7 separate regions of the Mus musculus genome follow, and regions 1, 2, 3, 4, 6 and 7 are each linked to region 5. The links are chromatin contacts, called in public ChIA-PET, Hi-C, HiChIP or PLAC-seq and promoter capture Hi-C maps. All regions are on one chromosome and are shown on one strand. The core of a region is the stretch at or near the end of the contact, and the rest is flanking DNA. Distances in the headings are between cores, read along the strand shown.

The links. Promoter capture Hi-C pulls out the DNA fragments that hold promoters and counts their contacts. Hi-C and Micro-C count contacts between places; a contact is called where the count stands out from the background. ChIA-PET counts read pairs in DNA pulled down with a chosen protein or histone mark. HiChIP or PLAC-seq counts read pairs in DNA pulled down with a chosen protein or histone mark.
Region 1: a promoter capture Hi-C map of hippocampal neurons shows a contact between it and region 5, with 5 times the contacts expected there. The contact joins the enhancer-like site here to the promoter of Ago2 in region 5. A contact is called at or near these places in 15 of 39 promoter capture datasets (the 3T3-L1 cell line, the HPC-7 cell line, HPC-7-derived erythroid cells and 7 more), 6 of 15 datasets of contacts at CTCF or cohesin (the NIH/3T3 cell line, embryonic stem cells, large pre-B cells and 2 more), 22 of 484 Hi-C or Micro-C datasets (B cells, the Ba/F3 cell line, the G1E-ER4 cell line and 11 more), 13 of 115 datasets of contacts at active chromatin or transcription factors (T-cell acute lymphoblastic leukemia, astrocytes, embryonic forebrain and 5 more) and 1 of 9 other capture datasets (embryonic stem cells).
Region 2: a Hi-C map of cerebellum shows a contact between it and region 5, with 2.2 times the contacts expected there. The contact joins the enhancer-like site here to the promoter of Ago2 in region 5. A contact is called at or near these places in 2 of 39 promoter capture datasets (cranial neural crest and hippocampal neurons), 2 of 484 Hi-C or Micro-C datasets (the N1E-115 cell line and cerebellum), 2 of 115 datasets of contacts at active chromatin or transcription factors (embryonic forebrain and pro-B cells) and 1 of 9 other capture datasets (embryonic stem cells).
Region 3: a Hi-C map of pre-B cells shows a contact between it and region 5, with 4 times the contacts expected there. The contact joins the enhancer-like site here to the promoter of Ago2 in region 5. A contact is called at or near these places in 14 of 39 promoter capture datasets (the 3T3-L1 cell line, the HPC-7 cell line, HPC-7-derived erythroid cells and 7 more), 6 of 15 datasets of contacts at CTCF or cohesin (the NIH/3T3 cell line, embryonic stem cells, large pre-B cells and 2 more), 17 of 484 Hi-C or Micro-C datasets (B cells, the Ba/F3 cell line, the G1E-ER4 cell line and 7 more), 13 of 115 datasets of contacts at active chromatin or transcription factors (T-cell acute lymphoblastic leukemia, astrocytes, embryonic forebrain and 5 more) and 1 of 9 other capture datasets (embryonic stem cells).
Region 4: a contact with region 5 is called in a Hi-C map of the N1E-115 cell line, with 5 times the contacts expected there. The contact joins the enhancer-like site here to the promoter of Ago2 in region 5. A contact is called at or near these places in 9 of 39 promoter capture datasets (the 3T3-L1 cell line, embryonic stem cells, hippocampal neurons and 4 more), 7 of 484 Hi-C or Micro-C datasets (the N1E-115 cell line, the P5424 cell line, embryonic stem cells and 4 more), 6 of 115 datasets of contacts at active chromatin or transcription factors (T-cell acute lymphoblastic leukemia, bone marrow-derived macrophages, embryonic stem cells and 2 more) and 1 of 9 other capture datasets (embryonic stem cells).
Region 6: an RNA polymerase II ChIA-PET map of memory CD8 T cells shows a contact between it and region 5, with 34 read pairs. The contact joins the promoter of Ptp4a3 here to the promoter of Ago2 in region 5. A contact is called at or near these places in 4 of 484 Hi-C or Micro-C datasets (CD4 T cells, CD8 T cells, erythroblasts and 1 more) and 1 of 115 datasets of contacts at active chromatin or transcription factors (memory CD8 T cells).
Region 7: a contact with region 5 is called in an H3K27ac HiChIP or PLAC-seq map of embryonic stem cells, with 4 times the contacts expected there. The contact joins the enhancer-like site here to the promoter of Ago2 in region 5. A contact is called at or near these places in 3 of 39 promoter capture datasets (HPC-7-derived erythroid cells, hippocampal neurons and pre-B cells), 1 of 484 Hi-C or Micro-C datasets (embryonic stem cells) and 3 of 115 datasets of contacts at active chromatin or transcription factors (T-cell acute lymphoblastic leukemia and embryonic stem cells).

What each region holds. Positions count from the first base shown.
Region 1 is chr15:72,527,051-72,531,104 of GRCm38.p6, reverse strand. The region is part of intron 1 of Kcnk9 (potassium channel, subfamily K, member 9); the gene reads left to right. Among named protein-coding and RNA genes, the nearest start is that of Kcnk9, 19 kb to the left of the region's middle. Within about 2 kb of position 2,339, at least 22 of the 459 cell types and tissues checked have an H3K27ac peak or open chromatin away from gene starts, as enhancers often do. A contact at or near this core is called in cerebellum, cerebral cortex, cortical neurons and 1 more, where this site is marked.
Region 2 is chr15:72,358,858-72,362,494 of GRCm38.p6, reverse strand. No RefSeq gene overlaps it. Among named protein-coding and RNA genes, the nearest start is that of Gm23217, 110 kb to the right of the region's middle. Within about 2 kb of position 1,619, at least 20 of the 459 cell types and tissues checked have an H3K27ac peak or open chromatin away from gene starts, as enhancers often do. A contact at or near this core is called in cerebellum and hippocampal neurons, where this site is marked.
Region 3 is chr15:72,501,543-72,505,721 of GRCm38.p6, reverse strand. It overlaps a transcript of Kcnk9 not described here. Among named protein-coding and RNA genes, the nearest start is that of Gm24390, 13 kb to the right of the region's middle. Within about 2 kb of position 2,386, at least 8 of the 459 cell types and tissues checked have an H3K27ac peak or open chromatin away from gene starts, as enhancers often do. A contact at or near this core is called in pre-B cells, where this site is marked.
Region 4 is chr15:72,625,552-72,629,738 of GRCm38.p6, reverse strand. The region is part of intron 20 of Trappc9 (trafficking protein particle complex 9); the gene reads left to right. Among named protein-coding and RNA genes, the nearest start is that of Kcnk9, 80 kb to the right of the region's middle. Within about 2 kb of position 1,363, at least 9 of the 459 cell types and tissues checked have an H3K27ac peak or open chromatin away from gene starts, as enhancers often do. A contact at or near this core is called in the N1E-115 cell line, hippocampal neurons and rod photoreceptor, where this site is marked.
Region 5 is chr15:73,183,032-73,186,669 of GRCm38.p6, reverse strand. Ago2 (argonaute RISC catalytic subunit 2) reads left to right here and starts at 1,723. Exons shown (of 19, transcript NM_153178.4): 1 at 1,723-1,909. The coding sequence starts at 1,888.
Region 6 is chr15:73,746,557-73,750,626 of GRCm38.p6, reverse strand. It overlaps Ptp4a3 (protein tyrosine phosphatase 4a3), which reads right to left and starts at 2,601. Exons shown (of 6, transcript NM_008975.3): 1 at 2,162-2,601.
Region 7 is chr15:72,474,965-72,479,169 of GRCm38.p6, reverse strand. No RefSeq gene overlaps it. Among named protein-coding and RNA genes, the nearest start is that of Gm24390, 14 kb to the left of the region's middle. Within about 2 kb of position 2,274, at least 18 of the 459 cell types and tissues checked have an H3K27ac peak or open chromatin away from gene starts, as enhancers often do. A contact at or near this core is called in embryonic stem cells, where this site is marked.

The sequences.
Region 1 (4,054 bases), core at 1,090-3,589, 660 kb after region 5:
CCTGTCTCTGTAGCCTCGGGGCTCTGGCCAGCTAAGCACCTGTCAACCTGTGTCATATCAGTTTTTTCCCAAGCCAGATTTTGTGCACTGCCCCCAGGACCTCTGGCCAGGGACCATGTTGTTACCTGCCCGTGGCTGAGTTGTCCGCCCGCCAGTGTCTAGCACCAAGCAGGCCCTCAGAGAATGTTTGTTGAATGAACATAGGCATGTAAATGGGACAGCTTTCACGAGAGCTATATTTAACTGTTCGAGAATATTCTCTGGGTCTTTCAAAAAAAGCAAATCTTGAAAAACAGCAGCCCACGAATCCGAACAGCAGGTGTTCACAAGAAGTGGTGGGTGGTCTACCAGGAGGTTGTCTGCTTCCCATGGGCTTGAGATCATCCTGTGCCCCTCTGACTTTCTGTATGGTCCAGGATGCCTGCTGGCTTCCCAGGTTCTGTTGGAACTTTCAGAAGGAGATGCCCTAGGAAAGTATCCCTTCCCCCCTCCCTCCCATGGCTCGTATTTCTGAGCTTTTGGCACAGTGCTAACTGTCCCCGTTCTTAGCTGTCCATCTGTCAGTTCAATCCTGGGGTCACTGTGCTGGCATCTTTGCCAATAGGAGAAATCTACATGGATAGGGCAGCACTATGGGTTGCTGGGGACCTCACCACCATGGGCCATTGACTCTGTGGGGTTTCTAGAGAGGCCGACCCTAATTTCTGGATCTGAGGGCAGAAGGCATTCAGTGGCTCTGTATTATGTGCCCTCTGCTTGGGGGCAAACTTCCTCTACCACTAACCTTGACTTCGGTTCCAAATAAACCTTCAGGGCCATAAGGAAATCTTCAGAGGCAGGTCCAAACTTATGGTATGTACAGACTACCTGTCACATCTTCCCCTTTTCTTCCCTACTATTGTCCATACTCAGTGTTTCCACCTGTAAAGTGGGTAGAAATGGCTGCTTCCCAGAGACTCTGTGAGATCTGATGAGACAGTGGATGAGGCACTTGGCTGGGGCTCTGGGTCAGAGCCAGGGAGACAGACAGTACATGGCTCTTTAGTATTCACATTATTGCCTGCAGTGGTATATGCTGCAGCTTCAAAAGTAGTGAAACAGCCATGGATGTCAGAACTATGCTTGGGGTGATGGAGGCCTTGCTTGCTGCCTCTCCTCCAGCACAGGACTGTCTCATGTCCCATCCAAGGTATGCTGTGGGACTCACAAGCCTTCAGAATTGTTACCTGCTAAATCAGGGCAATGGGAAGTTGAGCAGGAGACCATACAGGGCGCTCTATGATCTGGCCATAGAGCTCTTGGCCACAGCTAGGCTACCTGACTCTTTGACACACTAAGGGTGCAGGCATTGCAACTTTAGGCCCCTGCTTCCCACCACTGCTGTCCAATGCTGTGCATGAGTTCTTGGCTGGTCTAGGCAGAGGCACTGCCAGCAGGAAGAGAGGGTGCCAGTTCCTGCCAGTCTCAGGCACAACTCCCAGGTCCCTGTAGTCATGGGATGAGACCAGGTGCCTCAAAGGAAGAGGTTGATGGGGAAGGGTCTGTGTCTGGGAGGGTCTGGTGTTAGCAAGTGATGACACTCACTTCTTCCATACAGCTGTGACATTGTAGGGTAGTTAGTTATTAGAAAGGCCAGTAAGTGAGCAGGCAAGAGATATATGCTTTCAAGCAGGGATAAACTTTGGAAGGTGAAGCCTCAGTGTGGGGGAGCTTAGTTCAAGCTATAGTAACAAGCTTATAAATAACAGCAGTTTATTTACTGCAATTCTGGAGCCTAGAAGGCCGAGGCCAAGAGCAGACAAGTTAGAGACAAAGACAGAGTTGACATCTCACCTCCCAAAGGCACTATAAGCAAGACCAAGGCTGCCTTCTGTCTGCCAGGTGATGTTTTGAACCTGCGCTGGGTGGATAATTATGTCTTCAAACCTAAGTGCCTAGGAAGACTTGCTGGCCTCATCCTAGTCTGAACGGACTTAGCTAGTGGTGAGTGGGTTAGACTGGGATTTGTTAGACATAGCATTGTGGAGACCCTAAAGATGAGGAGGATCCATATGCTACAGTTCAAATCCCTTCCCAGTGTCATGTCCCTTACAATGCAGGGGGCTCGCCAGTCCCTGGACTCACCAAGCTTTTTCTCCACTCTTGCTCCCTTTCAGTGGCACTTGAGACCCCACAGGCCCCTCTCTGTCTGTGTGCCAGCTGTGGGCAATGGGACTCTTGCATGGAGTATTCAGAGTCTGGGGCCTCCCCTGTCCCACACCCTTCTGTCCTCCTTCCTTAGAGACAGTCCTCAGACCCAGGGCGTTGCCATGGGGATTGTGAGCTGGAGTCTATTTTGAGATCATGTTAGAGTGTGATTTTTAGTTCTGTCTGGGCTGCCTGTTGGTTTCACTTCTTGTCCAATGACTAGCTAGAGAGTTTGGAATGGTTTTGCTACAGACATACTACTCCTTGATGTGACAGACAGGTGATTATCATCCAGTCTGACCAGTCTGCACCTGCTAGTGGTCCACACATGTCCCTGTGACCAGGGGACAGTAAGGTAGCGGACACCTTCCTGCAGGAGATGTTCTCAGCCAAGATTCAGCACTCCTAGCTGCTCACTCAGCTGACTGCTGCTGGCTGGTCCTGTCTACAGATGGCAAGGGAACAGTAGATGCCCCAGTAGAGAGGGGGGAGGGGCCCTTTAGCAGAGAGATTAGCATGGTGAAGGCCAGAAATGGAGGTGCTGGTGACATCTGAGATTAGGGGTTAGTTCGGAGGAAGCAAGGAGGAGTGGGTTCGCAGCTGGAGGTTGCTATGCTCTAACTGCAGACCCCTCCCATCTCCTATTGGCATTTATTATCCGCTCAGCTCACTCCTAGGCACTAGGTGAGGCTAATTCACCTATACCCAGGGACCATCTCCAACCTCCTTTGCCATCCTCATGAAAAGTATGACACAGAGAAGCTTAGGGGTGGGGGTGGGGCTGAGGACAAAGCAGAGTTCTGATTCCCACTTTATTTGCCCACCTTTCCCCCTTCCTGGTTCCATTCTGTAGATGGGCAAACTGAGACTCAAAGGGTTCCAGGGACTTTTCCCAGGTTCCATGTCATTGATTTATCTTTCACTTGCTGTAGGCACAGTTCTTTCTCTGAACGCTGTCCTCTCCTCAGGAAAGCCCCTCCTTGGTGACCCAGGGTGGCTACTCTCACTAGCAGAGCCTTGAGATGTGGGGTGTGAGAGGGGATGTTTCTCTAGCTACAAGTGAGCTATTGGGGAGAGCTATTTGCTGCATTTACTTACATTCTAGCCTATGTAGCCTTTTCTCCAGAAATTTCTCTTTGAATTTACTTACATGAGAATGTGTGGGGAATTGTCATAGGATATTTTTTTTTTAAATATAGATGATCACAAAGTCCCCAACACAGGATTGGGCATCTCTTGATTGAGTGCTCTGTCCCTCCCAAGGCCATGACATCCTTGGTATTCTCTCACCTGGATCTGCTAGGAGTCACCAAACCCTATGCTTCATTTGTCCCCCCAACCCAGCTCAGGGCTTGGGAAATCTGCAGAGTCAGGTTTGAGTGGGGGAGAGCCAGCCAGCCTTGTGTCTGGGCGGTGAGAGGCTATTTTGGGAGCAAGTCAGGGAAAGAGTGCTCTGTTTTGTTTGCTCCTCGTGACTACCAGAGGTGGTGGAGCCCTGCACTCCTGTCCTGGACAACTAGTGAGCTCCAAGCCAGGGATTGAGTGGGGAAGGAGATGGACTGGTATACTGCATGACAGCTAGAGGCCACATGAGTCTAACCCCCACCTTTTATCACTGTCAGCTTGCTCACCAGCAGTATCTGAGAGAGGAGAATAGAAGAGGGGAAGAAACTCTCTCTGATCCTGACATAGTAGGCTCATTCCTAGGTCTTCCACCTGACTCCACTCACCTCCCTGGCCATTCCCAGAAAACCTTTGTCCCACCTATTTGCTTACTCATTTTCTCTCTTACATTCATTTGCCCATTTAAACTATTTGGCTAATCATCTCTCTATCTACCCATCTGCCCATCTATCCTCCATCCACA
Region 2 (3,637 bases), core at 370-2,869, 820 kb after region 5:
AAAACTTATTTTGGCTATTTCTCTGTGTTCAACATTTTTTTTCAGAAAAACTTTTAGAAATGCTTCTTGAAGCTTTACATTGGTACATAGGTTGGAGTTGTAGAAGCTTAACTTAATTTGATGAAAACTGACAGTTAATTCTCCAGCACAGAATGTGCCTGCCTGGAACTCATTATCCTTCTCTGTTTATTCAAACCTGCTTTGTGTTCATCAATAAGGTTTTGGCAGGTTTTAATCTGTGGGGAGGTGGTATTTTGAGGTTCCATAACTTTGTTTTCAACTGAGCTACATTGATTTATTCTAAGCTTTGTCAGGGCATTTCATAGCCATGGCTGCTCCTTTGAGAGAAGAATGCTTTAATGGATTAAATAGGGTATGTGTGTGCATACCAGAAAGTGACCTTAAGAAATGCTTAACAGGAGCATTGTTTTGTGTTGTTTTATTTTATAGACATCTATCACCTCTGGCTCTTGCTATTTTTCTGCCCTCTCTTCCAAGGTAATCTTATTTAGAGCTAAGCATTCTGCAGTTTCTTATTTTCTACTTCTTGACTAGTTGTGGGTCCCTGTTAATCACCATCTACTACAAAAGGAAGTTTCTCTGATGAGGGCTGAGGGGGTAAGGGACGAGCCAATCTACAGATACAGTGACAACTCACTTAGGAGTCAGTTCAAGACTATGCCCATTTATTGAATATTAGTAATATGTTCTCTTTTAGGACTTAGGATCTGTTTAGCCACACGTGATTGGCAGTTGCACAGGTTATGTCACAGGACTATAACAACATGCACAAGAGCTGTAGACAGAATACTAGCAATGAGATGGAGATGTAGGTACAAAAACCCCACTCCTGGTTAAGAAAATGTTGGTAACTCATAGCTGCTGGGAGAGGGAGCATCTGCTTTCTGTAAGGACCACACTTCAGTGACTGTCCCTATACCCAAGTTGTACACAGGTAGCACACATTGAACTCCAAAGGGGGAAAAAGACTCAACATTGAATGGAAGTAGAAAAAAGATCATGGGAGGAGTTGAGAGGTGAATATGATCAAAATATAAAATTCTCCAAAGATTAATAAAAATATTTCTTAAAAAGGAAATTCCTTACAGGGTAATTTAATTAAAGATAGATCTTTGAGACTCTTGACTATGTGTTCATTTCTTACCTTGCGTAGTGTATTTGTTTGTATCTGAGAGCAGAAAATTATTTGCCTCTAGAACTATTTTAAATTGTATACCTTCCATGAATCTTTAGAGGAGCCATGCTCTGCTATGCCCTGAGAAGCCTGCTCATCTACCCTTCGCTGTCTTTTCTGCCTGGCATTTGTTAAGAAAGCCTTACTTGTCCCTTAGTCAAAGGTTACACACCCTGATCTTTTCCTGAGTTGAGTCAACACTCTCCAGTGGCTTCTTCATTATCCCAGTGGATCCTGGTTTCTCTGGGCTCCAACATGGCTCAGAGCTCACCATCTTTCCTTCTCCTTGGCAGAGATCCCCATATATCCTGACAATGATTCAGACTGACTTAAACCTTGGGGTTGAGGGATGCCAGCCAGGGCATGAGATAGACAATCTTGGTGCCACATGGCACCTCCCACTGCTCCAACATGCCAACCAGAGTAAGCTCAAGCTGCCACCGTGTTTCACGTGCCCCTGCCTGCCTGCCTGCCTGTGTACTTGGGAGAGAAGAGAGTTCTCCATCCCATGGATTAAGTGGGCACCAGGCCAGCTGTCCTGCTTGGAGACAGGTGCTGGCTCCAGATGTCTCTCAGGGGCTCTCACAGCAAGACACAGATGGCAGCTCTCACTCTACTGCTTCATGCTTTGGCAGCTTGGGTCCAGCTCCAGGTTGCCCCTAACATTTCCCTGGCTGGAGAAGGAGGTGACCTAGGGGCACATAATTATGGATTGGTAGGGGTGCTAGATTAGACTCATTTCAAGTCGTACCGGTCCCAGTTTTTAAGAACTGCTTTACTAACTGGACTAGGCAAGTGTTGGTCAAGGTAACTTGAGTTCAAGAAGGAGGTCATAGAGAATGGTTGCCATGTGAGGTGTTATAACTGTGTGGGGAGAAGAGAGATACCACAGGAACCCCACTGGGCTCTAATCAACCTGAAGAAGCCACTCTCCCATCCTCCAGGGAAAACCAGAAACAGGCAAACCTTCTAACATAACATTCATTTTCTGTAGGAAGCTCTATTTTCAGGCACTGGGGTATTGAAAACCAGAAATAGCTTCTTTGACAGGAGGTGATCTCCTTAGCAACAGAAGGGCTCTCTGGCCAGCCAGCCTAGCCTGCTTGGCCAATGAGAGACTGCATCTCAAAAAGAAATCATAGCCTGCTTGGCCAATGCAAGCACATGTCTCATAATACACAGTAGATCATACCTGAGGCATGATACCTAAGGTTGACCTGTGGCCTTCGCATGCATGCACGCGAGCATTCACACACACACACACACACACACACACACACACACACACACACACACATTTAGGTGCATCTGCACACACATGTGCACACATTAAAAACACCCACAGCTTTAGAGAGCGTTCTTTCTCTTTTATTTCCTTTATTCACTGATTTAGCGGATGCTCTTGGATGGTGCCAGATGCCAGGTGTTCTTCTGGATGCTGGGAAGCCAGCTCGGGACACATATGTGAATTCTACCCTTTTGGCATTTCCTTTCTCGAGGAGCTTCGATCTCAGGCAAGCTAGTAGACTAGCTGGCAATTTCAGCTCATGACAGAAACTGACTGGCCTGAAGCTAATTGGGCAGGTGGGTAGAGAGCGGTGATTGGGAAACACCTGGGGTAGGGGCTTAAGAAGATGCCCTTAAGCATATTTCTCAAAGCAGAAAAAAACATTTCGTGTGCTGAATTTGAGTAAAAAGGTGTGCTCAGGGGGTTTGCCCAGAGGACACAGCAGCTTTTAATCAAACAAAGTGGAACTGAGCAGCTGCTGAGATCTTTGTATTTTTATAATACTTCTTTCAAGTGTCAGAACTCTGAGTCAAAGTGACTTCAATTCAGCCACTAACACAAGAAGGAGGAGAAAGAATTTTACTGTCTCTCTATGATGGAAAGCAGGCTGGGCCAGCATTGGAGAATCATCATTCTATGGCTATGACGAGGACATCCCTTAGATCCCTTCTCCCTGTGTCCTTTTCTGACACTGGCTCCCTTGTTACAGCATCAAGTCCAGGGACACATTATTCTTGGCTCGATGTGGATTGTGTGACCTTTCTAGCATGGAAGAGATAAGTCCTTGAGTAGCCCACCTAGGGCAATGCTGATGGAGAAGGAAGGGGCACATCTGATATGCCCTCACAAAGGGGAGGGGGCTAAACTAGGCATGGTGGCATGCCCCTGTAGTCCCCAGAATGTGAGGAAGTGGAAGTAGGAGATTCAGAAGAGTTTGAGGTCACCCTTTAGATAGAAAGTAATGACGTCAAGATCAGCCTGGGACTCATAAGACGTCTTTACTTAAAAAGGGGTGGGGTGGGGTGGGAGGAGGAAGCCTGATAGTCACTGCACAGCTTTTTAGGTGGTTGTTTCTGTTTGTAGACCTTTTTCCTTTATAATTTTTTTTTGAGACAGAGTTTTTATGAGACTTAGGGTGGCCTCAAGCTCACTAC
Region 3 (4,179 bases), core at 1,137-3,636, 680 kb after region 5:
CCTGGAAATGTATGTCCACTTGGCCCAACAAGAGGCCTCCCTTCACATCAACCATCTGTTGCTTTGTGGGGGACCAAACTGTAACTGTAACTCCTGAGCCATTCTGGTGCAGCGCTGTACAGATGAAACACCAAGCAAGTCGTGCTGTACGCGCGAGCTCCGCCGCCTCTGCTGGCGGGGGTTGGGGGGTGGTGAGGGGTGGTGTGGGTGGTGGGTAGGAGGGCAGCCAGAGCACTTCCGTTCAGCAGGTGGCTGACAAGGTTTCGAAAAGCTGCAAGACTGGATCTCCGAGCCAGGTGTCTGTGGATCCCAGAGGCCTGGTACTGAAGTGTGGGTGGGGTGGGATGGGAGCCTCAAACACAGAAAGTGATACAAGGGCATGCCTTAGGGAGAGGAGGGAGGGCTTGGGAGGAGCGGAGGAAATCACATGGGTGGGGATCACACTGGGGAGGAGGCTTTGCATGGATCCCCAATGAAGGGGAGCAACTTCCAAGAATGTACCTGGTGGAGGTGCCAGCTCCTTTCCCTAAATTACTATCAAGGCTAAGGTGGGAACCATGTGCTGTTTAAGCCTGTAATTGTCATTATTAACCTTGTAGACATTTATCTTCAGGCGTCATCTTGGTACCAGTGGATCCCAGAGGACACACCCAGGACCAACGGTAGTGAGTTCTCTGGCATGGCCAGCAGACCCATGTACAGGGCAGAAAATGGCTTCTGCCTGCACGGGACAAAGGGCTTCTGCTGGACCCCCTCCAATACCACTGGTGACCCTGACAGGTGACCCTTCCTGAGAGGTAGACCTGAGAATGACTTAGAGCACAGGAATGCTCAATTCTGCCATCCCAGCCAAGGATGGTTCTGGAAGGATTGGGGTAGAGCTCTATGCTGCAGATGCTGCTGTACCTGACCTTCTAGGACATGGGGCTGAGAATCTGACTTTTAAGGATACCTTGGTTTTGCCTGAAATTGTGTGGGGACACAAAGGTGGATAGTGGGAGGTGTGGGCTTGATCTTCCCCTCACCCTACCTTCAACATGGAGACAACTAATATGTTGAAGAGCTCTGCCAGAGGGGGTTAGCTTACGGTCTGGAGGGATGTGGGAGGAGAGGGACAGCCCTGAGTGAACTTGGTTCATTTGGCTTTGTAGCTTCCCGTTGCTCTTGAGTCCTGACCTCTTTGGAGGCTCCAATCCAATTCTGGGGAGACTTGGTATCAAGAGAGCAAGAATGATTTGTGGTGTGGGGTGGGGTAACAGGGGGGTCTTGTAAACTTCAGGGAGAGCTTTGGCTCTGCAAACAGTGTTGGTTTGCCTTTTGCAGCTTGCTAGGGAGTAGGGAGAGGGGCCTTTGGGCATCTTTCTAAGAGCCAGCCCTTCCTTCTCTTTCTTCCTTATATACAGTTGGGTCACAGGGCCTTGGCAAGTCATTTCTCATTTCCTCTATAGAAGATGGAATGGCCAGGCCAGAAGCAGGTATCTCTTAGATACACACTGGTACAGAAGAGATGAAACCCATGTCACCCCGCTCTAGACTCTTTGCTGACATTTTGGTGGTAGAAGTCAGAGGAGAGGCAAGGTCAAGTCATTTCAAGATGGGCTAGGTTCCTAAGAACAGGTCAACTACCCTTTCCTAGGGGCTTATCCTTTCTTAGGTTGAGCTGTATTGTGAATTTCTTATTGAAAATCTTGCCTTTACCCAGTTATCATCCACCCAGTGGGCTCCCCGCCCACCCACACAATGACATAGATGTGAATGGGACGGTCACCACAGTAACCAAAGCCCTTCTCCTAAAGGGTCCTTACTGTATTTTACCGAGAAAGCATGACAGAGTTCCAGATGTGAGCTGCCGTTCTGGGGACAGTTTCTGTGCAGTACTGGCTGATATCCACCTACTGATTCCAACTTCCCTCACAGACCAGATGCAGCAACTGTATCTAGCTATCTTGAGAGGCACTCCACGGGGAGCGCCCTCTCTGGTCCCATGAGGCTGTGAGCTCAGCGGACCGAATGCTGTCTAAGATGTGTGAGCAGTTGCTGTAGGTTTAAGGAGCAGAGATAGGAACTAGAGCATGCCTTGACAATTGTTTTCATTGCTTCAAGCTGGAACTTTAGAAGTTGGGTAGAAAAATAAAAATCAAACGAAACAGGAAAAATGCAGTGAGCGGGAAGCCAGTGAGGCAGAACCCACAATTAACAAGATTCTCTATAATTTGATGGCTCCTCAGAGAAGAACATATCCCAGAAAAGGGCTAATTATACATTTGTTTCTTCAGGCCACAAATAGCATTTTGACAGCTGGTTTTGGGTTGGGAAGGCCCTTGTGAGGTCATCTCAGCCCATCTTCTGCCTTATCAGAAACCTCCACCAACCAAATGAACACTGCAGTGAGGGGCAGACACTGTGAATCCCGCTGGGCAGAATTTGCATATGAAGTCAGATCAGGCCCACAGGGAGAAATCTGGGGTATTTTGTTATTTTCTCATATACTGATAGAAAGGTTTACAAGTACACAGAGAAGGGAAGGAACAAGGGATGTCAAAGATGAAGAACCCAAGTTTTACCACACAGTCGATAAGTGGTGAAGGTGGCTTTTTAGCCTATCCCAACAGGTCAAGATATGGTAGACCATTCCCCCTCATATCTGTACAATCATAACCTCAGCCCAGTGTGTATCTGTGTACCTCATGACAACAAAACCAGCCGAAAAGCAAAAATCAAAATGCCTGTCTCATGTGATCCCTGGCATAGACGTGAAGCTTGAATTAGTGTCAAATACATCTCTGTTAAAATAACTGGCATGTATTCAGGGCTCATTGAAGGGTCTGGTGTGTGTGGGGGGGGTGGGGACAAGGGAGTGTGGGCCTTCATGTAACTGTGTGTGTGTGTGTGTGTGTTTGTGTGTGTTTAAGGGAGAAAATGACATACAGAGAGAAAGGGAGAGACAGAAAGAGAGAGAAAGAAAGAGATATATATAGAGAGAAACACACACACACACACACACAGAGAGAGAGAGAGAGAGAGAGAGAGAGAACATATATATACATAGTCACTTGGTATCTTTGGATCTATGTGCTTTGTTTCTTTTATTGTTTTGGGGGAATCACATTATTGGTTTTTTTTTTGTGTGTGTATGTGTGTGCGTGTGGTATGGTACAGTGCAATACCTAAGTTTGGTTCTAAAAGTGAAGCTGCCAAAGGCTGGCTAGAATGCCCTCACGGAAAGGGTGATAAAGACGTGGAGAGTTCCACAGGAAACGGGGTTGAAGAACTCTCTGGCCAGTGTCACGGTCCAGGAGGGTGCCATTGTGCATCCTGAGCCTTGGTGGGAATCGACCTTTTTGTCCTAGGGTTTGTGGGTACATTTGCATGACAGGTCCAACACAGAGAGCAGGCCTTTAGCGGAACCCTGCACCAGAAGAGGCAACACCAGCGATCCCTGCCCAACTCCAGAGTCATCTGCACTCCTGTGTGTGTCCTGTATTCATCGTCGCTGCCTGCTCTGCCTTCGGGAGAGAGCACCTTCACAAATGGCCTTAGAACACAACAACCATCAAGCGAATATCAGATGTATTTATTATGTAGCTTAACCTGAAAAAACTGAACAAACATACCTGTATCACCAATGTTTACACATCTTAGCTGTCTAGCTCATGTATAATATGTACCTCATGCAGGGACTACATCTTTTTTTTTTTTTTTTTTAATTTTCTTTTTGTAACAAATTCAGTAAACAAGCTGTATATATTTTACATGTCTTTAGAGGAAAATCACCTGCTATCATAGCATTGTAAACTATCGCACTTTTCTATTTTTTTTTTTTTTTTAATTAAAGTCTCTGGCATGTTCCCACTGTGTTCTGGCTTTCTTTCCTTAAGCAGCTGACCAGGGCTGGGCACGTTGGTGGCAAGGCATGGATGCTTTCATTTATCCTGTTGCACAGAGCTTGTAAAGATTCCCGTGTTCATATTTTGGAGACCAAAGCAGTCTTCTCTTCCTTCACACAATGGCAGCCACCTGAGTGGCCAAGCACCCAGATTCTTGGGCCTTGTATGTGTACCAGAGCTGTGGGGCCTGTGAACCCAGGCAGCTCACCCCTGTCTTCATTCCTTTCACCCAAACCTTCCTAAGGACTCCACTCGACACCGTCAACTGCTGTTGTCATGTTTAGCCCTTCAC
Region 4 (4,187 bases), core at 114-2,613, 560 kb after region 5:
TAGCAGCTCTCCCTGGCCTGCTTTGATTACAGATCCAATCAGCTACATTGCCTAGCAATTAAGCCACCTGGGGCTCCTGGGAAAGGCTGTGTTTGGAGCATGGAAGGCCAGGCTGCAGAGGCTAGAGGGTCCCAGGACACCATCTGGCCACCTCATGGGTACTATTTGGAGGTCTCTATATCTATGATGAGCACGAGGCTGCCTGCAGGCCAGGAGTGGCTTCTCAACACTGCCCCCCCCCCCACTTGCAAGGTGATAGCTGGGTAAATCAGGTCAGAACAGTCTGCAGACCTCACCAAGGGAGATATGATCAGCACTGATCCAGACACTTGAGGCCTTCTCTTAACCCCACCATAGCCCGGGCGAGAATGGGGCCTGGTGCTCGTTTCTCTGAGTCTCAGGTGGAATAGAAATGAGTCTGCTGGGCAAAGTGAACTTCTGAACCTGCCACTGTCCCTGCAAATACCTCCTTTCCTTCTAGGGCATTGAAAGGACCATGCTGGCTATGGCATCAAACTTCTCGGCACTTAAAAGTCAAGAACAATGCTAGTTCTTGACTCTGTACTCTGAGTGATATCCTACCTTGGGTTTACAGAGGAGCTCCTTGCATCTTAGGGAGGTGCAGTGGGCTGGCAACAGGTGATTCACAGCATAGGCGGGGCTTTCTTCCAGGATCCAAGATGCCCTGATTGAGCCATGCACTAGCCCCTTAAACTGGAAGTCACATGAACCCTGAGGCTTCTGAAGCCTCCTGGCTTGGTGTGCTTTGGAGAAGGGGAAGAGGAGGAGAGGAGAGCAGTTGCTGCTTCTGAGAACAAGGACAGTGGTATTTAGAGCAATCCCATACACTCACCTTGCAGGCATCTCTAAGCGACAGCTCTCTTCCAAAAGCCAGTACAGCCCAGAGAAACCGGGGCCTCTATTCAGGATTCTTTGTGCACCCAGCCTAGGGTGGCACCCATGGGTGACTGATAAAACATGGCATAAGCAAAGACACAGTGGGGCCACAGGCTCACATGCCCTCACCATGGTCCGCCTTGCTGGGAAGCAAAACACCTTCATGGCCTCCAATCATTTTGTGGAAAACGTCGGCGATCGATAGGCTCAGAACTTCAGAATCTGATTAGCAGAGACAAGCCGGTTGGCATTAGCATTAGCAGAGTGCTCAAGTTCCTGTTCAAACAGGGCTAAGCTTATCTTTCAGAAAATAGACTGTTTTCGAGGCCTAATAATGGGCATTAACGCCATTAATTTGCAGTAAGATTCAATTTCCTTGGTGTCCTTGCCCATGCGTGTATCCTGATGCAGAGATTGTGCCTTGGGTGTTTTCCACAGATGCATCAGCAGACACCTGCTGTACCAGTTGGACAGTGACACGTGGTAATAATGTTCTCCAGCCCAGCTAGGCCCCAAATAACTCTATTACTGAGAGGAGTGAACCCACTCCAAATGTCCTCCCCACAGGTTGAGAGCAGTGGGAAGAAGGCGGCAGGCAGCAGGCTCCCCCTAATCTGATTACTGGTTTCCAAAGGAGGGTAGTGAAGACAGTGTGCTGGCTGATAGGACTCAGCTCAGGATGGCGACTGTTTCTCTCCCCTCGGTGACAGTGCTCTCTCGGTTGTGCCAGCCTTCCTGCTCTCTGCATCTGCCTGCTTCCAGAGTCTCAGGTGTCCTTATCCTTCATCCTAGCTTCGGAGATGAAAGAGCTGAGAGCCAGAGCTTGTAGACGGCTCAAAGAAGGGGTCTGGGCACTCAGACTCCAGAATATCCAGCCCTAATCCCTGCCAGTCGTATGAGCAGCAGTGGCCGTGGATTCCAGCTCAGAGCTGAACAGAAGATCCAGCTTTCTGTGGCTGATGAGTCTGAAGTGAGGGACACTGAGGAAGTCCCCAAGGCACCGCCCTCCCTGTTGTAGAGTTGAGAAGTATGTCACCTGGGCATGCTGAGGCTGCATCCGACCACACATATGAAGACAGGTGTGCTGAGTCCACTGTGGTAACTAGTGGTAATTGAGTAGACGGGCAGTATGCCCGGCCTAGGCTGTGTCTCTGTCCCTATGATGTCACCCATGGCCCACAGCACCTCAAAGGCAACTCAGAGCTTGGGGCAGGCTTAGGGATCTAAGAGCAGAGTCCCTCCCCACTTCTTGTTCCATACAGCTTGGGCAGATGTGGGCCACACCTCTCACTAGACAGGGAGTCCAGACTCTTGTTTGGGTACCCTGTGAAGATGAAAGGGAAGGCTGCTGACTCCTTTGGAAGGGACCCATGAGTTTTTATCCAAAAAGATCCAGCCTGGTATTTCTGGGACCTCTTGCACACTTTGCAGATATGCAGATCAACCTGTGTGCTGATTTTCAGCTGTGTCTCTTCACTCTGCAATTCGTTTATGTCTTATGCATTCAGTGTTTCTCCAGACGAACTGAGTGCTTAGTGTTTGAGTCTTTATTTCTATTTCCCTGGGGTGCACATGTGTTGTCTGTCTATTCACCTGTGTGTGCACATGTAGAAATCAGAGATTGATATGCGTGCCCTCTATTGCTCTCTATCCTATTGTCTGAGACAGGTCTCTCAGCGAACCTTGAGCTCACCATTTCCACCATGCTGACCATGTAAGCTCAAGGATGCACCTGTCTCTAGCCCTTTAGAGCTGGAGTTACAGGCACGTCACATCCAGCTGTTATGTGGATGTTAGAGATCCGAACTCCGATCCTTACACTTGCATATCAAGTATGCGTTAGCTGCCACACCATCTCTTCAGCCTGTGTTTGGGTTTTTCAAAAACAAGATGCCCGGACCTGGTGTAACCTGTAGAATATCTGCATAGGGCCTCTAGCTGGACTCTGACCCCAGGAAGGAAAGATGGCTTGGGCGGTTAGTTTGACTTACGGGTTCTGCTGAGTTGATTTGTGTGTGCTGGGGCTTCTCCTGTAACTGTGACTTTGAAACTTCCCTCTTCCCCCTGGCCTGCCCCACCCCCACATCTCTTCTTCCATCCTGAAGAGTCGTCTTTACTTGGAGAGGAAAACAGGTTGTGAGTAGAGTCCTGGTCTGACACAACCCTCGGGCTCTTCAGGAGGGACTGACAACACACACAAGCAGTACCTGGGGAGCTCCATGACAGCCTTAGAGGAACTAGGCTCGCAGCCTGACTTGCTCATGGTCTAGCTGGATGCCTGGAGAGACTCCTTTCTAAGCCCTTCTTTGTCACCTGATGGTGGAGCTATGGTGACTTCATCCCTGCATAGCTGTGAGGAGGGGGGTAGGAGAAAAAAAGCACACCCAGGGCAGCATCTGACATAGAGCAGCCTTCCATCCTTCTGCTGTGACAGTGGCCATCAGCAGCCATTTGCAGTCCCCGTACCACGCTCCGACAGCATCACCCAGCTGGTCGCTGTGCCCATAGGACAGCAGGCTGTCCTGACTGGCCGTGCCAGGGGCACGAGCCCCAGGGCTGTGGCCTGGGGAAGGTCCTGCATGGAGCCCTCCACAGCAGCCCCACTGCTCTCTCTCTCCCCCCAGCAGCGTCTTCGCCCTGCCTGATCCTTAACAGTTTTGACAGGCCAGCCTATTTTTAGAAACCTGTTCCCACTCTTTCTCCCTGTGGGAAAAGGAAAGCAAGTTAAATTTTAGAATTAACCCACCACCCTCCCTCCTCCAGTGTATGCTAGTATATAAACCAGCTACCAGGGAAGGACTGAATTGGGGCATCAGGCAGGAGGGGGTTGGGAAGGCCGCTGTGGGCTGACCACAGTATTCATCAATGCTCTGGGCCTCATCATTTGCGTACCAGTAGGACACAAGTTCAAAGCAGTAAGCAGCTTGCCAGGCTACAGCATGGATTGGAACCTGACAACCTTTGCACTATTGCAGGTGACTGTGGGTGGCCCCATGGGTGGTTGGCTGGCTGTGTGTTATTCATCATGAGGAGGAAGACTGGTGTCTTCTCTTAGCCCCTAAGAGCCTTTGGCCTTTCAAAGCTCTCACACCCCAGCCAATTTGTTCCTGACAGAAGCTCTGAGGAAAAGGCCAAATCAAAACTTCTCGCCCACTCTGCTCTCTGGAACCAGCCTCCAGCTATCCGAGATGAAATCAAAGACCAGATGTCCTGTGGTGACTGGGGCAGGGTGGCATCTCCTGATCCCTGGGCAGAGCCTGTCCATGACCAGTTCACTAACATGTAGGACC
Region 5 (3,638 bases), core at 474-2,973:
CAGCCTTCTGGAAGCAGAGCTGGATGCATGGGAACCCTCACAATAATGGGAGTCACACCGCCAGGCTGATGTTGGCCTGTTGGCTCAGGGCCAAGCACACCGCTGCACTTAGCAACACTGACTGGATCCCATCTGCAGACACACTCTACTGTCTTTCTCACTCCACTCTAGAGGGAGCGCGCACGGTGTCCATCTTCGCTGTGATCCCTGTGATGAGCAGCAAGGCCCACAGTACCCAGGCTTCCCTGTGCTCAGAAACACGTGTGTAATCATGCGCAGAGATATATATATATTTTTGGTGGCGTTGAACCCAGGGCTTCTTGATGCCTGGCAATTTACCTACTTCATGTTCCCCAAAACGACTTCATGACTTTGGGGGTAGGATGTCAGTGCTGGGAGCAGACCCAACGTCAGTGCTCCACTGCTGAGTGAAGTCTAACACCGCCTCCCGCCGAACACCACCTCCCCCCCCCCCCCACCTCACCGCATCCCCATTAGTTCTGTGTTACCCTGACTGGTTCTGAGCCAAGATGACTCCTGAGTTCAGCAAATCCTGTCTCCATCCCTAAAGTACCAAAGTATTGGTACCGCAAGGGCTAGGTATGATTGATTACCCATTTGTGTCAATCACTTGGGAGAGGGGTGGGGGCAAGTCTTTCTTCTATGTATCCTAGACTAGATTTACGGTTGCCATCCGCCTCCCTCGACTTCTGGCTAGCTGGAATGGCAGCCCTGCAATGCTGTGTCTAGTTTCCTCCTCCTCCTCCTTTATTGGAAGGAGAGCTGCTTTTCTTGTTCCTGGGACTATCTTTGAGCACTACACAGAATATGGAGCCTACCCCGATCCTGGGGTCCCTGCAGTAGGACCCTGTTTGTCTTTGGCCTGGGTTCTCAGTATGGGCTTTGAAGACATTGCAAAGCCTGCAGGGCGAGGCAGGAGCTGACACACCCGCCTCTTCTATAGAAAGGTTCCAGAGGCAGCTGGACAGGACTAGGAGCACACGCCAGCAACAAGTGAAGAAGGGACATACGTGCACAGAGCATGCTGGTCTAGCAGGCCTCAGAGCAGAACTTGGGGGCTCGGAGGCCAGAAAGCGGGAAGCCCCGACCAGATCTGCTCCCTGACAGCTGATAAAATTTAATCCTGAACTTGCTGGGCTTCCTTGGTGCTTTGCTAGGATTATCTAGGTTGTGGAGTCGCGCCGGGAGGTGGCGGTGTGGTCACGCGCACGGGTCTGGCCGCGTCCAAGTTCAAGCTCTGGGTGGGGAGCTAGCTTCCCGTCGCCGTTTCGTTAATAACTTAAAGAGCCAGGCCGAGGTGCAGGGGCGGGTGCGTGGCGGGACGCGGCCGAGGCTCTGCCACTCGGCGCGGGAGGACTCCGACTCTGGTCGCAGTGCCGGGCTGGCCGCGCCCGGAAACCAGACGTCGCCTCGCTCGGCCGCAGGGAAGGTCTCGGCTCGCGTGCCCTGGGTCGCTTCTGGGGTCCCTCATTCAGGGCAAGCACGCGGGGGGCCGCCACAGCGAGTCCCCCCCCCCCCATCCCGCCGGCGCGCGCCGCCTCCAGCCTCCTCCCCTGCCCCCCTCTCTCCCTGCCACCTTCCCTCCTCCCCGCCTCCTCCCTCCCCGCTGTCCCCTCCTTCCCTCCCTCCCCGCCGTCCCCTCCCTCGTCGTCCCTCTCGCCCCTCCTCCTCCCCTCCCTCCTCCCGCTCCCCTCCCCCTCCGCTCCCGCCGCCTCCGCCCGCCGCCCCGGCCGCGTCGGGTAAACCTGTTCTGCGAGGCGGCCGCGCCGGGGCGGATCGAGCGGCCGGCGGCTCCTCGCGGCTCGCGGCGTCGGGGCCCGTGGAGCGCGCGGCCGGCCCTCGGCCGCGGCCCTCGGCAACGCCACCATGTACTCGGGAGCCGGCCCCGGTGAGTCCGCGCGGCGCCCGGCACTCGTGCCGCGGCGGTTGGCGGTTGGCGGGCGGGGCAGGCGAGGGCGGCGGGGCCTGTGGGGCCGCGGCGTAGCCTCGGGGCGGCCGGGCAGGGCCTCGGGGCCGGGAGGCCCAGTGCACCCGAGCAGCGCCACCGGGACGTGTGCGGGGGCCCAGGCTCGGCCTGCAACGGGTCTCCGTCCTCCCGCAGCGCTCCTCCCGCCGTTCCCGAGCGCATAGCTGTGGGGCCCAGCACGGCGGGCCTGGGGCGGGGAGCTGGACGGGTCGGGAACCGAACCACGGGGCCCCGGGACCGCGATCGGTCGCTTGGACGCAGTTTCACGCCGGGCAGCCGCCCTCCCCATTCAAGTGCTAATCGCCCTGCGATTTCCTAGCGGAGCGGGTGGCCGCCGTGGCACCCCTTTCCCACCAGCGTGCCCGTTTCTCTGGAAAAGTTCCAGAAAACTTAAAAACACGGACGCATTTCCCCACCCCGCTCCTGGAGCCGAGCGGAGGGCGGTTTACTCGCGGGGTTGAGAAAACAAGTGTTGGGGAGGCTTTTTCGCCTTCTCCCGCCAGGCACGTGGCTCCATTTCCCGGCTGCCCCGCCGCTTGCTCGGGCTCAGCCTGCACCCCTTTGTCCGCCAGGCTGTACTTGGCGCCCGCGGGCCCTCCCTGCTGCCCACCTGACCTAGTGGTTCGGCCCTGGGGCCTCCCCAGACTTCTTCACTGTGGGGTCTGGAAGCCTCCCAGATCCTCCCGGGTTCCCTATGGTGCCTGCTCCGGAGCCTAGTGCGCCTCCGCTCCTGATGTCACAGGGCTCCTCGAATGCCCACTGACCAACTTGTAAATGCGTTAAAAGGCTTCCCAACGATTTGAAGACCCTTTTAACCTTGCGCTTGGGAGGTGCCCGGGTCCTAGGGACAGATGTTGGGGCCTGGAGGTCCCTGCGAAATGGCCAGCGGCAGCCTCCTGCCAGATTGGGAACCCCCCCCCCACCCCCACCCCCCAGCTCAGCGCTGTGGAGGAACCCAGCAAATCTTAGCTCCAAATTTGTACGTTTTCCCAATGTGTCAATTTCTAGTGACTTCCTCGGGGACGAGGCCAGGCTTTCGTCAATTTCGCGTGTTGATTGATCCCTTCAGCTTGCCACAGTGGGTCTTTCTTGAAGACGCTGGACAGTGGAGGCTCAGAGAGGTTTAACATCCGGGAGCCAGCAAGCATTAGGGCAACCTGTTTGAGCACTCCCCTCTAGAAGTGGTTCCCAGTCCCTTTGACCTTGACCCGCTGTTGGAAGTACTGGTTTGGTGTGGATTAGACCAGTGAGCTCTTTGCTAGGGTGGAAGTAAGAGCCTACTGTGTGTTCTGCAAGGGGAGCTTTGTTGCCTTTAAAAAAAAGAGAGAATGCGGTAGCAACCGGTTCATTTTGGTCACTGGCAGCTTTGAAGATGGCTGCTGCGTGGGCCTCCGCATTGTGGCCTAAGAGGGAGACAGTCCCCTCTAACCAAGAAGGCCTTGGGTGAGAAAAGAGATGCCTGTAGGATAATTCTTGGCTAATGGCAGACTGGGAAGGAACTCAAGTTTCAGGTGGGCCAGTGTCTGTAATTGCAAGCCTGGAGTGCAGCTCCATTTTATTGTACATATCAAGGCTTTTAATTCTGTTTACAAGGAATCCCCCCGCCCCCATCTCTTCAAAGAGACTCCATCATATTTCCAAGTTTAGGAGA
Region 6 (4,070 bases), core at 1,352-3,851, 560 kb before region 5:
CAGCACAGGTGGCCAGGAAGGGAGTCACACCGTTGACAGGACCCAGGGGAAGGGCACTACTGGAGGACATCGGCCTCCACCTTCTCCTCTGCAAGGACCCCAAAGAACAGCTAGCTAACACCCTGCCACCCCCTGGACGGCCTGGGAGACCTTGGGCATGTCACTGGCCTCTCTGGACCCGTTTCCCATCAACACGATGAAGGTTGAAAAAGAGGGCACCACAGTCCCTTGGGCTATGATCCAGTAGTTAGTAGAGCCTGAGCCCCTGGACTCAGCCCATCCCCCACCCAGCATTCATCTTTCTGGAAGGCCCCTTCTGGATCGCATCTGGAAGAGTTCTGCCCGTACCTCTTACCTCTCTGTCTCGTCCCCAGCTCTCCCTTCTCCAGCTGCCCACCAAGCAAACCAGGCCCTTGGAGCCTCAGGCCAGCATAAGACCCTGGTCTCTGGCCCCAAGCTTCGGGCACAGGCCCCACCGTCCAAGGCTCGACTGTACTAGATAGCACAGAATCCTCCCTCGCTACCTCCTACACCTGAGAACAGCTCAGCACTCCACTCCAAGTCAGTGCCATGGCTCACAGCTAGTCCCTGCCACCATTCTGAAAGGGCTAAGATAGAGGGGCCCCTTGGAGGAGGGCAGAAAGGAGTCCTGTGCCTGCTTGGGCAGGCCAGGTTCTCAACGCCCTGTGCATGCGGAGCCACGACTAGCCCGCTATAAGCAAGGAGAGCCTTCTCTCATGTTATGACACAAACACCCGGGCCTACTGAGATGAGCATCCCATGTGTGCACACTGCAATGCCCTTGTGTGTGCAGGAGAAAAGAAGAGAAGGCCCCAGGGAGTCAGAGAACACTGGCAGGCTCCTGTAGAGCTAACTGCACCTACTGGCTACTTGCAGGGGTTGGGGCTGGGTTGTAAGATTCCAGGGGCAACAGAAGCAACATCTGAGAAAAGGAAGCCTGAACCGCCTATCATGCTCCCCCCAGGCCTGAGGGGATGGAGCCAGGGGTCCAGATGTATAGGTGACACCAGGCTGAACTGCATCTTATAATACATGCACAGTTCACTGCAGTCTGGGCCACACCCCTAAGTGTGGGCAAAAAGGGGCATGCCCACAGCATGCCTGAGTCTACCCAGGCTCAACCACATGGTGGCTGCCCTCCCAAAAAGGAGCCCCTCTGCCGACACATCACTCCGCTCACCCCCTTTGGAGACAGTGTTTCTCTGTCCCTGTCTTACCTCCTGGACCGCACTTTGTAGACCAGGCTGACCTCAGACTCACAGAGATCCACCTGGCTGGGCCTCCTGAGTGCTAGGACTTAAGGCATCTGCCACCATGCCCAGGTGGACACATCACTTCTATGGGGTTAAGAAGACCAGAGAACAAGGTGGGGGGGTGGGGGGGTCTACCTCTACTGCATTCTAGCAGGCCTGAGCCAAGGCTTGTGGGCCCACCGGCTACCTACACCCCTATCCCAGCAGCTCTAGGTGTGAACAGAAGCTGAGCTCACCTTGCCTCAACAGGCACTCAGTCAAGCCACCACACCCTCCCCACCCCTGGTGCTTAAGGACCCTACTATGACCTGGGCCCTTCTCTATCCCCGCCCAGCCTCCTCTAGCAGTATCTTAAGCCCTCAGCTGCTCCCAGACCGGCATGTTTTTCAAGACCCATTTTTGTCCCTGTTTGCCAGAGGAGGACATGGGACAGAGGGGCGTGGAAGGACCTTCTCTGGACCCTGGCCAGCTCCGGCCGTCCAGACACCCAGGTTTTCTCAACATCGAGTCTAGTAATCGGGAACACTTGAACCCCAGGGGGGAAAAAAAGACACAGAGGTAGTCAGAAGCCACACCCTCAAGTGGTGGGGTGGGAGTGCATCTAGCTTCAGAAGGGACCTAAATGGGACCCTGTGTGACACTTAGGAGTCAGGGGTCACAGTTCAGGACTCTGTGCTGTCAAGACAGGCAAGACTGCTCCGTGGATGGGCTGGGGACCCCAAGGACCCGTAGTGGGGCGTGGGGAGGGCACACAGCTCCCCGACCTCAGCGGGACTTCCCACCCAGCCCGCCAGGGAGCCGCCATCCCGTGCAGGGCCCATCCCAGTAGGGTTAGGGTTCGGGAGCGTCCTCGAGGCCGGGTCCCCGCCGCCCGCAGCCCGGCTCACCCGCGCCCGCAGGCGTGCGGCCGCCTCCATGCGCCGGCCGGCCGGGCCGGGACCCGTGCGCGCCCTCCGCAGCGGCGCCGGCTCCGGGCGGATGCCCGCCGCCCGCCGCCCAGCTATTTATAGCGCCCGGCGTCACGTGGGGGGGCGGTGACCGGCGGGCGACCCGACTCACAGCGGCTCCCGCACCTGCTGCCTAAAGATAGCACGCAAACAAAGGCGCGGCCAGCAGAGGAAGAGGAAGGAGGAAGGGAGAGGACCACCGCGGACCCGCCTGCCATCCCCTCTGCATCCTGCTGGGTAGGAGACCTCCTTCTGCAGAGGGGCCACAAGCCAGGAGGAACCCTTCCAGCTCTCCAGCTTCATATGCGCACACTGAACAGCTACTGTGTGCTCAGCCGCACTAGCCCACACTTCACCTTAAGAGCCACCACTCCCAGACTACAGCTGAAGAACCTGAGGCACTGAACCTACGCACACTCGAGTCACACAAGAGATGGGAGCCGACTCTACACAGGCTCATCTCCAAGGGAACTGACACCCACCCAGCTCTCCTGAAGTCTTCCAGGGCATCCCCTGAGCAGGATCGTCTCCTGGGCTCCACTGACCAGACGGAATCCTGGTTCTGTCCTAGGGCATCCCAGGCAGGAACCCTGTGCTCTCCCGCCCAAGAATGGAGACAGATGTCAGTCCGCACCTGCCCCAGTGGCTGCACCGCCCTGGGAGCCTTCTGGTGCAGGGCTTGAGTTCCAGCTCACAGAATCCCCAGAGGCCTTGCCTTGCTGGGAACCCTGGCCCAAGCCCGGCTCCCAGACAGAGGCCTGGCCCTGCAATCAGTAGTTGGTGCTGGGGAGAGGAATGATCCCTGAAAGGCTGGACCTGAGCCAGGGGAGGGCATGCCCCTAATACTCCCAGAGAGAAGTCTCATTAGCCAACCTTGCACAGCAGAGCCTACTATCCCCCATTCTCCCCCTGGCCCAGGTAAGCAGGGCTGATAACGTCCAGGCTGGAGCATCCCATTGCAGCCCCATCCTGGCTCACCCCCAGAAAGCTAGGCAGCCACCTAAGATCCCCAGAATATGCCACCCTTATAAATCCAGCAGGTTAACGGCATTGTTGCTGACCAGACCCATGGTCTCAGCTGTTCCACTAGTTTCCATCCTGACTGCAGATCCTGAACCCTCCACAAGGCACCAGCCTCCAGCAACACAACAGATACTGAGTAGATGCCCCAAGTCACCCAGCCAGGTAGCTGGACCATGACTGGAGATTTGCCCTCCCCCAGAGACCCTACTGGTCCCAATCCCAGGTGGGTAGGAGAAAGCACATCAAACCATCCCTGGTGGCCCATCAGTTGTCTAGAAAAGGGTTTGTTAGTGACAGGCCCAGCAACGTCTGAGATGCTGCACCAGCCAGGGCTGCAACCGGGGCTCCAAGTGACACCACACACACACACACACACACACACACACACCAGCATGCTGGGGCCTCTAGCTAATCCTGGGGGCACCTGCTACAGCTGGCAGGGCCCCAAGCCTTTCGGAGAAGTCTATATATAACACATCCAGAGCCTTCTTGGAGCCCTCCCAGAGTAACCCATCTCTGGGGCCAGGAGGGGAGACCCTAGCAGGCTCCACCCACGCCAGTCCCTCGGAACTCATCCAAAGCTCTTACACCCCTGTGTCGCACAGTTCCAAGGGTGCAACCCCTCACAAAACAGGCTCCTTAACCCCAGGCTCTCCCCAACCCCCTTGGCTATGTGCCCAGCCCAGGGAAGGCATCCTTAAAGGGAGGGGGAACCTAGCACTGGGCCCCACCCATACCCCACCTCCCACCCAGGCATGGCACCAAGAAGCTCCCGCTTGTTTATGGAAGGAACAAATGACCTGGTGTTCTAGGCAGAGGTCCAGAT
Region 7 (4,205 bases), core at 1,025-3,524, 710 kb after region 5:
CCAGGCCTCCATCTTCTGCACTGTTTTCAACATTATCTTCCAAGCTCCTACACAACATCGGACAGAGCTCTTAACACCGAATGGATCTTCTAGCCCAAAGTTCCAAAGTCCTCCCCAAAACATGGTCAGGTTGTCACAGGAATACCCCACTCTGCTGGTACCAATTTGTCTTAGTCAGGGTTTCTATTCCTGGACAAAACATCATGACCAAGAAGCAAGTTGGGGAGGAAAGGGTTTATTTGGCTTACATTTCTAAATTGCTGTTTATCACTAAAGGAAGTCAGGACTGGAACTCAAGCAGGTCAAAAAGCAGGAGCTGATGCAGAGGCCATGGAGGGATGTTCTTTACTGGCTTGCTTCCCCTGGCTTGCTCAGCCTGCTCTCTTATAGAACCAAGACTACCAGCCCAGAGATGGCCCCACCCACAAGGGGCCTTTCCCCCTTGATCACTAATTGAGAAAATGCCTTACAGTTGAATCTCATGGAGGCATTTCCTCAAAAGAAGCTCCTTCCTCTGTGATAACTCCAGCTGTGTCAAGTTGACTTCTGCATCAGCTCTTGCTCCCTTGCCTGCTTGCCGTGTGGGACTGAGTAACTGTCAGATCCTTGGACTTTCATTCACAGCTACTACTGAATCATTGTTGGGAATTGGACTTCATCAATAAATTCCTTTACTGAACCATTGTTCAGAATTGGACTGCAGACTGTAAGTCATCAATAAATTCCTTTACTCTAAAGAGACTATGCATAAGTTCTTTGACTCTAGAGAACCCTAACTAATACAGAAGTTGGTACCAGGAGTGGGGCAAGTTGACACAAAACTAGCCAGTACAAATCAAGGAACTCAGACAGTCTTGTAACTTCCATGTATTCTCTTGGGTGCTGGGAGAAAAGAGATATTATAGGGAATGCAGGTTTACATCCTGTACTTTAACCTGAATGCAAGGACACAGAAAATAGAGATGCTTGTGAGATCTGCTGTAGATATATGTTACTATTCAATGAAGACCATGCTTCTTAAGCTGCATCATGAAATGAAGTTTGCTTAACAGTACATTTCTCAAGCAACTTGTAAACCTCGGGACACTAAGGGTTGTGACAGTAATGGAGTTGGTGAAAACATCTCCTTCGTGTTGGACTACTCCATTTTAAATGCTTCAAGGGGAAAGTGTCTGCTTCACTAGATATGAAAAAAAATCTGTCACCAAATTGCACAGATAATCTCTTATGGACCTTCAAATGAACTGTCATGGAGTTGCAAAGTAATTTAGTAAGCTTGGGTAGAGTGGCAAACACAAGCATATCAAAAATACAAAATTATCTTCCTTCTATTTCCATGATGCTGGGTAGGGAATCTAGGACCTTGCTCATGCTATGCAAGTGTCTTGCAATCAACCCCACTCAAGCCACTTCTTTTAAAACTCATATGCTATTTTTTCTCTCTGTGTATATGCTTAAAAGTACATGTGTGCATGTGTGTGCATGCGTGTGTATAGAGGCCAGTAGACTCTTGGATGTCCTACTTTAGGATGTCATACACCTTTTAGATTTTGAGACAGGGTTTCTTGCTGGTCTGGAGCTTGCCAAATAGCTTTATTTGGCAGGTCAAGGAGTACCAGGAATCATCCTGTCCCTGCCCCTCTAGTTTTGGGATAAAGTAAGAGCCTAAGTTAACCCTTTAAGCCCCACACGCCTTAGGGCGAGTTAACTTTCTGGAATGCTGGGAATTGTAGTTCTTGGGAAATAAGCCACATGATCATTCTCCTAAAGAAGTTTGTTTGATTGACTCTACTGTACCAGATGTGCTTGATCACACGTAAGCAGGAAATACATCAGGATGTATGTTTACCCCTGACTGGACCGCATGAGAAATGCAGTTAGTTATGGGTTTTGCCTTTTTAAGCCCTGATAAATGTGACTTAGGGCCTCAGACTGGGAATCCAGGGGTGGGCCTAACCAGAGCCCAATTTTTTTTTCTGGTCAGTATTTAATTTAAGCTTACTTCAAATTTGGCTCCAAATTGTGGAACTGGTTTTTCTTACTTGGAGTCTCAGGATTAACAGTTACAATCATGCATTATTGGCTTCCAGCTTCTCCTTCCTTCTTCTACCAGAAGCTATATTTTCCACAGAATCTCTTTGTGGTAGCATGCGTGTCTAGGCCCAACCCCTGTAGCAAGATTTGGCAGGAAACAAAAGCCATTGTCCTCAGTGAATTAGGCAGCAGAGGCTCAGCTTTGGAGGATCTGGATTTAACAAGGACTCTGCAGGGTGCTGTTGTCTTCCTTAGTCACATGCCTTCATAGAGCTGCTATTCCTGACCTAGAGGGCAACAGTGACTTTGGAATTCTCTGCAGGGAAGTCTGAATCCTGGTGTGCCCCCATGCCCAACCTACCTGTACCCCCAACATTTGCCAGCTTCCCTATTGGTTTCTAAATGCCTAGTTCCCTGTTTTTAAGTTCTTACCTATGTGGTAAGACCAGAGTGGTTCCTGTTTTCCTACAGTGAGCATCTCTTGCCCCTTGTCTTTCAGCCATGTGCTAACCCACACAGGCCACTGATGAAACAGGCTGACTCCAGGACAGGATGCAGATTGGCAGTTCAGGAGTTCAGGCCTTAAAAACCCAGGCTTCAGGCAGCTAGTCAGAAACTGTTCTGAAACCTGGTGTGAAGTGAGGACAATAGGTCAGCAGCAGTTTCCAGCCCTCACACCCCAGTAATAGCTCTGAAATGTCCTTAAGAGATAGAGCAAGATGAGGCCACCTACCCCTGAATTCTTCAACAGCAGATTCCAGCCTTCCTGCCCTGTGAGGGTTTTGGAATGCCCCTTAGAGATGGAGCAAGATAAGGTTGTTTCAGCTACCCCAGAATTCCCCCAATTTGATTTAAATCAGGCCTGTAAGCTCACTTAATTGCCTATCTTGGTAGTGGGAGATCTCAGCATGCTGGACTTCCACTAGGTTATCATTCTTCAGTGAATCATGGACCCTTACACCATCTGCCCCCTATTTGAGGATTTTAAGTGTTTTCCTTATATAGATATGTAAGTCTTTAAAATTGGGCTACGTTGATGGGCTTAGAATATGCAATACTAAATGAGGTCACTCAAATTCAGAAAGAAAAAAAAAGATCTTCGTGTTCTCACTTGTATTTGGATTGTGGCCTACAATGTGCTCATGCACATATGTAAACAGCTGTTAAGTGTGCACTGTACAGCACTTAGAAAGGAGCCTTAGGAAGGTAAGGTTAAGTAATGAGAAGGGTGGAATGCAGGTAACAGGACACATAGGCTATGAAAGAGGCTGGAAAACGAATTGTTTTCTAGTTTCTTTCTTGTGGCTAAGTACATAAAAATGCAATTAACAGCAAAAGTGCAAACCTCCAAGCAAAGCCCCATGGCTTCAGAAGGATTAAGCTAACTGTATCAAAGTTCACCGAGATAGACAGAATTTGGGCTGAGCAAGAATTTGAATTTATGTATCTACATAAAACCTACACCCATGGTTGAGAGAAGACATAAAATGCTTTTCTTTCTGCATCTGATTTATTTTGCTTAATAGTGCTGGCTCCACTTTCCCACAAATGATACAATTTCATTCTTCTTTATGGCAGACTAAAACTCCATTGTGTATATGCACTTTGCCTTTATATGTTCCTCTTGACAGGTAGGCTGATTCTGTATCTTGGCTATTGAGAATAGGGCTTTGATACATTATTTCTCTGACTGTGAAGTGAGCCAATTCAGGGTGGATTAGATAATAATATCAAATGCAGGTTTATTGAGAAGCTGCTCTGGGAAGGTGGGGGAGGGAGTTCACTGACTTCAGGGAAGTTGCCATGGGGAAGGGAGAGAAAGGAGAGTGAGGGGGGAGGAGAGGAGAGGAGAGGAAAGGAGAGGAGAGGAGAGGAGAGGAGAGGAGAGGAGAGGAGAGGAGAGAAGAGAAGAGAAGAGAAGAGAAGAGAAGAGAAGAGAAGAGAAGAGAAGAGGGATATGGGGGGAGGAGCAAATATTTGGATTATATAAGGAAGAGTTTCTAGGGAAAGGGCACCCTAGTCCCTGGGCTGGGCTGGAAAGTTCAGGGTTTGGGGCAGGGTATGAGGCCAGGTGTGTGTTGCTATGTGAAATATGCACTTTGGTCTCTTGTCCCAGGGTTTGAAACCAAACAGGCTTTAGTCCAATAGGTAAGATGTTGACTTAGAATCTT